Linked DNA regions of Sus scrofa: region 2 is linked to region 1. Evidence: chromatin contacts called from public Hi-C data. All regions are on one chromosome and are shown on one strand. The core of a region is the stretch at or near the end of the contact, and the rest is flanking DNA. Distances in the headings are between cores, read along the strand shown.

Region 1 (4,482 bases), core at 745-3,244:
TCTTCTTTTTTTGCTATAAAATAAATTATTATAAACTTAGTAGCTTAAAACAAAAGGCATTTAAGACCTCTCAGCTCTGTACATTGGAAGTCCAGTATGAAATGGCTGAATTCTCTGGTCAATGTCTCTTAAGGCTGAAATCCAGGTGTCCTGCAGTTTTTAATCTCAAATGGATTTCAGAGTCATTCCAGTTGTTCACAACTATACCTCTTTGTTCTCAAATGCGTCTTCTCTTCAAAGCTTATTCCTATTCTTGGAAATAATATTTTTTTGGAAAAATTCCCCTTCCTCCTGCTGTAGAACCAAAGTGCCTGTCACCATGTTGACTGTCAGTCACAGGCTGTTTTGCATGTTTAGAATCCACCTGCATTTCTTGTCTCATAGCTTTATTTACACTTTAGAAGTAATACTGTGCTGCATCTTTTTCACATGTGAAATCTTTCTCAGATGTTTTCTTTTTCTATCTGCTAGAGAAACCTCTGTGCTCTTAAAACACTAAGCAAGTAGATTAAGCTTAGCCTTTTGAATAATTCAAAGTCAACTGATTAGGTAATGACATATACAAAGTCACTTTGCCATGTAATAGAATATAATCAAGGTATTACATATTATCATATTCAACAGTCCCAAGGATTAGGATAGGAAAAACTGAAGGCTATTTTATGATTCTGTCTACCACATTATCTGATAAAAAGACTACTATAAAGGCAGAATAATCAATATAATGTTCATTATTCAATTATAAGCATTTAGATTATTGGGACAGGTTTGAAATTCCATAAGTAAACCTTTGTATTTATTTTTGACCAAGGTGTCCAGGTCTTTTAACCAAGAAAGGATAACTTTTTCATAAACCGGCTCTAGGCCAAGTATACATAAGGAATATACTTGACTTCTACCTTAAACCATACACAAAAACTACTCAAAATGGATCAGTCTTAAAGGGAAAAGGTAAACAATAAAACTTCTAAATTTAAAACTTTTTTCAAAATATACTCTTGCTCATCAATTACACACAAAGTTGTTAGATATTAAAATCTTGATAGATAGAAGACTAATTGCATAAATTGAACTTAGTAGAAATTCAAAAGTTTGACTTTTTTCTTTTTAGGGCCACACACATGGTCATATGGAGAGTCCCAGGCTAGGGATATATGGGAGCTATAGCTGCCAGCCTATGCCGAAGCCACAGCCACACCAGATCTGAGCCGTGTCTGTGAGCTATCCCTCAGCTCATGGCAAAGCCAGATCCATAACTCACTGAGCGAGGCCAGGGATTGAACCTGCATCCTCACGGATGCTAGTCAGATTCATTTCCACTGAGCCACGAGGGGAACTCCCAGAAGTTCTACTTTAAAAGACACTACTAAGAGAATGAAGAAGAAAAAACATAGCCTAAAGAAAACATTTTTTATTAACTTATTATTATTTTTTATTATTATTATTATTTTGCTGCTTATATGGCATATGAAAGTTTCTGAGCGAGGTACTGTGCCACACCTATGGCAATGCTGGATCCTTAATCCCCTGCATCAGTCTCCAAAGGGATCAAACAGGTTCCTCCCCAGAGACAAGCTGGATCATTAGCTCACTGCACCACAGTGGGAACTCCAGAAAACATTTTAAAATCATACGTCATATACACACACATACACACACCCAGCTCAGCAGGATGGAGCTGAAGAGCGAACGGGTGCTGTGAAACTTAAGGAAAAAAACTAACATAAAACAAAACACAGAGACATTTATCTTAAGTAAAGGTGGGAACGGGGGACTCAAGGTCTCAGGGACCAAGAGCCCTGCCTCAAGAAACTCTTTAGGATTATGTCAAGTGAGGAGGGGGCTTTAGGTGGAGGATATAGGGGTTTTTTATTATTATTATTTTATAAGTTCTTTTATTATTTTAAAAGTCACATAGCTGATAGATGGTTAAGCTTTTACTCTGACCTTTAGGCATTTAACAATCATTAGCATTTGAATTAGCTACCCATGCATAGCATTTCAGAGAATCCTCACTGTGCTTCAGCAAAAGGCATGCCTATTTGCAGCAACCTAGGTTGCCTAGGTTTGCACCTTGGTTCTCTTTGCTAATGCATATTCTGCTAAGGACTGCTCATAAACCACTTGGCCATGAGGTTCCTCTTTCTCTTATTCTTTAGAGGACATATCATGCTTGTGCAAATGGCGTGCCAATCTGCACAGGTCCAGCGTGCCTAGACAAAGGCATTATGTCCTCACTCAGCTGACCCTATGAATAACTTATGCCTTAGGTCTTTGTTCTTAAGCCTAAATCCTTTACCATCACTGTGACTGTTTTTCAAGCAGGAAGATGGGGTAAAGTAAAGCAGGACAAGTTTTCAGCAAAGAGGCTAAGAAAATATTGTAGAAACATGTCTCACGACATATATATATATATATATATATGGTTTGAATCATACATCTAATAAAGAAAAACATGGACCCAAAATATATTAAAGAACTCTTACAACTCAATAATGAGATAAACTCTAAATTTAAAAATGATCTAAGATTTCACCAAAAGTTTCACCAAAGAGCTAATGAACTCATGAAAATATACTCCACATCATGAATAATTAGGGAAATACACATTTAAATCACAAGATACGACTGTATACTCACTGGAATCATTATAATAAAAAAGTAACATAGTAACAAGGGATGGTGAGAATGTTGAGAAACTGGAATCCTTATATGTTGCTGATGGAAATGTAAAATGTCTGGGCTACTTTTGAAAACTGTTCCGCAGTTTCTTAACAAGTTCCACATAGATTAACCTTATAATTGAGAAATTAAGCTCCTAGATATCTACCCAAATAAATGAAAACCTATATCCCCATGATGACACACATGCAGATACTTATAGCAGCATAATCATAAAGCCAAGAAACCGAGAAGACATACTCGAAGAATGTTATTATTATAGTTGATTTACAATGTTGTGCCAATTTCTGCTGTTTAGCAAAGTGACCCAGTCACACACACACACACACACACACACATATTCATTTCTCATATTATTTTTTAAGGACATAGTGAGTGGAGAGGACGAGGCATATTTGGGGCATGCGTATTGATTGCAATCCTTAGACTAGATAGTGAGGTTAACATTTTATAATAGGATTAAGAAAAATATGTAATTAATTCATAATTATTGGTTGACAACTTTGCAGATGCCAAGCTCAGTACTTTCTACTTAGGGCTGAGTTAATAAGCATAAACTCTCATAAATAACCTGTGTGTGTGTGTATATATATATATATATATATATATATACACATATATATATAATACCTGTATACTCTTAGCTGATGAAATGTGGTATCTGCTTATGCATAATAATAAGAATTAGATAAATTTTACTATTAAACATTTGCCATGTGTCCTGAGTTTAGTAGTTTATATACATTCATTTGCTTAGTTTTTGCAAGCCTAGATAAGCAAGGCCTTATTATTATTATTGGCATATTGCAAAGGAGAAAAAAAAAGAGACCAAAAGTAGTAAATTACTTTCCCAAGGTTACCCTAGAGTGTATGATAAAAGAGCTCATATACTACTAGGACCCACCTCTTAGCTATAAATGTACCTCTACCAGGGCAACAATCAGTCAGTTTCTGCTTTTGCTTTCGTAGCTTATATAGTAGACCTGGGCATGTCCAATACAGCAGCTCCCAGCCAAGTGTAACTACTGAGCACTAGAAATATAGCTAGTTCAAAGTGACATGTGCTGTGAATGTTAAATACACAAAGTTTTGAAGACTTAGAATAAAAAAGGAGTTAAAAGTGGCTCTATCATTACACTTTAAGAGATTACTTCTTCAAATTATAAAGTACATATCTGATTAAATATATTCTTAAAATTGATTTTACCTGCCTCTACTTTTATCTACTAGAAAATTTAAAATTACCTTCACAGCTTACATTCATGGGCTCGTCTCATATTTTGAGGGCACTGTAGACACTACAAGAACCTCTTTTAGTAGCCGTTATATTTTCAGTATCAACAAAAATTCCATAGTGCATTCAGTGACTTGTTAATTTTAATGTATGTTCAGAGCTAAAGAAAGACCAATGATCAGTACTGCTCTTTGAAAGCAAACTATTAATAATAATAATAGTCATAATAGAAATTCACACTAGAAGGATGACTGCATTGCACATTAAGACATACTCAAGTATTTACGAATAGATTAAAAACAGAGAGGAAAAAAGGATTATACAAATTTAAGTGCTTTGGATAATCATTTTCACTAATTAAGCAATTAAACATAAAACATATAACTCAGTTATTTTCAATTTTCTTAAATTTGAAAAAAGATGGACCCTTAAAAAAATAAAATAGCCATATCTATGGACATCTGAAGGGAAAAATCCCTTTCTTATCTCTTTTCTTTTTCTTTCTTTCCTTTTTTTCCTTCCTTCTTCCCTCCCTCCCCTCCTTCTCTCACTCCTTGCTTCTCTTC
Region 2 (4,854 bases), core at 2,229-4,728, 780 kb before region 1:
TTCTGCCAGGTTCCTATTGGGTTCCTAGACTCTAATCACTGAAAACCCATTTCATCCATTTTCCAGTTTGCGTGTTTTTATTCTCGAGCCTCTTGCCTCCATCCACGTCTCGCTCTCCTCCATGCACCTCATTTACAAACGTATTCTGCTTTATTTGAATTAGTTCACTTCTCTTTTTCTCTCCCCCCTCCCCTTATTCTTTCATTCACTGCAAGTAAAAGCAAAAGATACAAAATGGCAAAGTTCAGCTGCGTGTGCATGGCGGGTGGGGGGAGGGCATCCCAACCACCTAGAAAGAAGCTGGAGGTTTGTAATGACAGAAGAAACAACAAAGGAAAGAGAATTGCATTTGCGGCTTAAGTGGGCCAGTGTGTTTGTGTGTCTATATCTGTGTGTGTTTTTAAGATTTCTTTGAACTGCTTTTGTGCTGACTCGACAGAGGCATTTGCCAAAGCTAGTCCCGGTATAGGAACTTTGAGTTAACCTCTTATATCAAATGAATCTTTTCATTTAGAGGCCAATAAATCTCAATCTCTAGCTACCTTTTGTAGACGCAGCCTCAGTTCAATGAGACAAGACTGGGGCTTATAATAAAGACCAGATAAAGTTTGCCAAAGTTATTTTCTTTCCCTGCCTTCTTTTTTAAACCAATGTGAAAAATTCCCCCATCTAACAAATAAAAGTTCAGGGAAGTAGCAGCGTTTCCTCAGTGAGCAGAAGGTTGGGGATTTCTTTACCTTTTCACAGCAAAGCCTGTTGACTGAAGTGGTTTTCCAAGCTCAGACACTGAAATGATTTATAGTTTTTCAACAAGTCATTATTTTGGTGTGTTGTTTAGGTGGACCTGAGACAATCTAATAATCAATGTAAGACTTGGGGGGAGGGGATTGTCTGTGACCAAGAGGAGAGTTAACACCAGAAACATGAAAGCCAGTCGGGTCTCCAGGGATGGAATTTGGGAAAGAGCCTGCACACGTCTGCTCCTGGGCTATAAAGAAATACATTGTTAACAACAACAAAACAGACAATGCCCTGAGCTCTGCCTTGATTCAGAGCTGAGCTACTTTCAAGATTTTTTAGCAGCACTGTTCATTTTGATGGGGTTTCTGGGCCATTTGAAATTCAACCTTTAGCCAGCCTGCTCATGGGGTATGGTTACAGAATTCATTTTCTGATTTACTACCCCTCCTCCTATATTTTCTTTATTTCCTGATGGCCTCCCATGGGGCTAATCTTTTTTTTTTTCCCTTTCTTTTATATTTTCCAGTTTTGTTCTCCCCACAAACGACTCAGTGTTTTTCCTGTTTCTACTGATCACTCATTTGCTTCCTTTCTCTCTTTCCTTCCTTAAGAGACACAGAGGAAAATAAAAAGAATGGGAGGGGGATTTCCAAATCATTCCTCTCTGAGTGTTATTAATTACTGCTACAAGGCAGGAGACTCTTAACTAATAACAAAGTTGTAAATTACCCCTGACTTTCAAATATTTCTCATTTGTCAGCTCTGATTGATTTGATTAATATTTTGTTCTTTGAAATAATTTTAGCCATACTTATAATCAGCTCTGCTTATGAAACACAGAGCAGATCATCACCCCTGCATAGGACCCTGCCCTTCTGGTTTTACTCTTCAAGTGAAGTTTGGGTTTTCATCCTGAGGTCCAAGATTCTGACTGGAAAGCAGTGCTGGAAAAGCTCAGGGGCAGTTAAACTGCAGAAGCAGAGTGGGCTGGCATACCTGCATATGTCCAGTGATTTATATGTAATTTTGAAAATATTATTGAGGAAATTAATCGTATTGAAAGAACGGAACAAGTTCATTTCCTAGGTCTCTGAAACATTTTTTCCCCTCCAGATTCAAGGCTGAAGGAGTGGATTTTTAAAGGATTCCTAGACGCAGGCCATTTGCCCAAGCCAAGCCTTATTTCTCCTTATTCTCCTTGATACCATTTTAAAGAAAGAGCTGGTCTACTCTCAGCTCACCTATCAGAGATGGAAATTACTAGTGGGGCAAAAATGGTGTGTGTTGATGGGGGGGAGCAGAAAAGATAAAAAGAGCTCCTGGGCTAGGAGCACCCTAAAAACTCCACATCTTTTAGGACAGGGGTTTATATTTTCCAAAGGTCCCTTTCTCTTTCACCATCATATCCAGAATGCAATCTTTGAAGCTATCAATACCCGCTGCCTCCAATACCTCTGGAGTTTTAATCTTAATTATATTATTAAGCGAAGTACTGTGCTGTCAGGGGATTGAACATGATTTATGACGTCTGCCTATTAAAGGATCGATTGTGAATATCGCTACTATCATCTATCAATAGTCTTAGGCCGGGGGTATTTCTCGCTCCACGGTGGTTATTTGTAATACCGAAATGATAGACTGCAGGATCAGACTATTTATTCTTCACAGGACTAGCTTTCCAGGTGCGGCGGGGAGTCAGCGTGGAGAGACAGGAAACTCCGCACGGCCCACCACATCTCGCACCCGGAGAGAGTTTTAAGTTTTGTTTTGTTTTGTTTTAATGTTAAAACCAGTGAATTCTCCCTGGGGTCTAGTAGCAGGAAAGCTAGAGTCGTTGTTTTGGGGAAAAAAGTAACCTGTGCAGGTCGATATCAGAAGCGAGCGTTTCCTGTCTGCCAGGTGATACGCAATGAGACTAGAAGCAAAAATCCAGCGAGGGGACCCCTTTATAGAGGGTGACTGGATGGGGGCTTAGTGGGGAGGGCTGGGGGCGGACTGAATTTTTTGAAGCAGATACCCGTGCCGTGCCTAAGCCCTTGGACTTGGAGGTGTTCAATTTCTGGGATCAATCAGGGCTTTCTACTCGGAGCCACCCCTACAAGGACACTTCCACCTGCTCCCGCCTGCTCCACATAGGTGGAGGCGGGTGCGAAACGCGCAGCGGCTGAGCCTGGAGGAGCGGGGCGCGGAGGCCTTTTGTCTCCAGACAGAGCGCAGTGCCTGCTTTTTTCCACCCTCGCGGGGCAAGGCACGGGGTCATCGGCGAGTCTCAGACCCTGCTTTAGGGGGATGGGAGGGAGAGACTGAGCTTGGAGGAAAACTCCCGCTCGCGAGAGTGGCCTCCGAATGGAGGCTGGAACACCCCAGCGGGGTGGGGCGTGGAAGCAGCCCGAACGCGGCCAGAGGGTGGTTGGGCCTGAGCCCCGCTCCTGCCCTTGGCGAGCACCGGAACGCGAGGGCTGCGGAGGCCCTGGAGCCCTCCTGCACCATGAAGGAGGCTCACCTCGTCTGGAGCCCCGCCGCCGCCGCGCCCTGGGCCTGAGCGGGAGGAGCCGCGGGACGCCGGGCCTCGGGCCTCCGAGCATAGAGAGCTTGCCTCTCGCCCAAGCCTGACCTCAGCGGCCCTCATAGCCCTGTTCAATTGCCTCTGGATTTCCAGCGCGAAGAAATGGCAGCATCATTGGAACCTGTTGGTCTTCCTTCTCCCAGGCTAGAGACCTGGGGCCCACACAGTGCATGGCCACACAGGGCAGGTTGGATGTGGGCGGAGGACCACAGGCGAGGAAGCAGGATGCCTGCTCCAGGCCCGGCTGCCCGCAGCGACCCCACCACCTCTCCAGGCAGAAAACGCGTCGTGGGGTAAAAACCTGTATCCCCAGCCATGTGATCCCACCTAGCTGGCTGCCCCTTGCAGCCCTGCCCGCTCGGAGGCCTACCCTTGGCCATGACGCCTTGTCCTCCGGTTTGGAGACCCCCCAGGGGGATGGATACGATACCTGGTACATAGAAGCACTCAATAAATGTTAGCCATGCTTCTTGTCATTATGAGGCACATCTGGTTTTCTCCCTGAGCATCTCCTCATACACATTTGTTCCAGACCAACCCTGTGCTGGGTCCCCAAGCCCTCAATTCCTGCCTAGGTGCCTACCAGCTGCCTCTGACCCCTCTGAGCCTAGGAGCCACAGCCCTCCACCCCTAATATGCCATAATCTGAGGCCCTTGCCATTTCTCCCCCAGCGTGTAGTCCAGGCCTGGACCACCAGGAGCAGAAGACCTGGAGGCCTGATGCAAAATCCCTAATGCCTCAGGTTAGCATCAGGGGAAAGGAATTTCTGTTAAATAAGAACTTCCTGTTTCATTAAAAGAAAAGAAAAGAAAAGAAAGAAAGAAAGAAAGAAAGAAAGAAAGAAAGAAAGAAAGAAAGAAACCCTTCAGTGTGGTGTGGGTGGAGTGGGGGGAGCAGGGACAGGCTGAGACAGGAGGAGCAATAGTAGCTGAGTCAGGAGCATCAGAATGACACCTTTTTCTTCCAGAAACAATTTCTTGGGTAAGCTTTTAATCGGCCCGGGCCAAGGGGAACGAATCGTCAGAGACAAGCCACTAAATATACCTAGGACGTCTTGAGGCCAGATTTTATTTTACGATCTCAAATAAATATAACCCTGCCTTTCCAATTCTTCTTCTTATCAATAATACTAATAATATTGTTGTCGTTATTATTTTGCCAACGATATTTCAGCTCCAGACTGCCTCTGGAGCCACAGCAGGAGCCACGCCCAGGACAGCGATCACCTGCTGCGCTGTGGCTGGGACTTCGCCCCCTCTTCGTCCCTTCCCTCCTCCCCACAACCCCCAAGGCCGATGCATGTTCTTAAATGTGGACCCCTTTAAAAATGACAAATGTCTTGTCAATACAGACCATCCATCCCCTCTTGCTTTCTAATCATTTTTTTTCGGCGAGAGGAGGGACCCAGGCTCAGGCCCAGCGGCGCGTGTCACGCGGCCTGCATTGTACCGTAATCGCCAAAACCTTGGCCTAATTTGCAGCTAATAGATCTTGAGCGAGGGAGTCGGAAAGAAATCAGTGGCCTAGGAACTAGATTTAAGCTTTG

Evidence for each region. Hi-C and Micro-C count contacts between places; a contact is called where the count stands out from the background.
Region 2: a Hi-C map of epiblast stem cells shows a contact between it and region 1, with 2.2 times the contacts expected there. The contact joins the promoter of LOC110261756 here to the enhancer-like site in region 1. A contact is called at or near these places in 8 of 47 Hi-C or Micro-C datasets (embryonic fibroblasts, epiblast stem cells, fetal heart ventricle and 4 more) and 1 of 2 datasets of contacts at active chromatin or transcription factors (skeletal muscle).

What each region holds. Positions count from the first base shown.
Region 1 is chr7:82,279,938-82,284,419 of Sscrofa11.1, reverse strand. No RefSeq gene overlaps it. Among named protein-coding and RNA genes, the nearest start is that of ARRDC4, 610 kb to the right of the region's middle. Within about 2 kb of position 1,994, at least 2 of the 83 cell types and tissues checked have an H3K27ac peak or open chromatin away from gene starts, as enhancers often do. A contact at or near this core is called in epiblast stem cells, where this site is marked.
Region 2 is chr7:83,062,421-83,067,274 of Sscrofa11.1, reverse strand. LOC110261756 (microtubule-associated protein tau-like) reads left to right here and starts at 3,478. Exons shown (of 4, transcript XM_021100068.1): 1 at 3,478-3,703. The coding sequence starts at 3,478.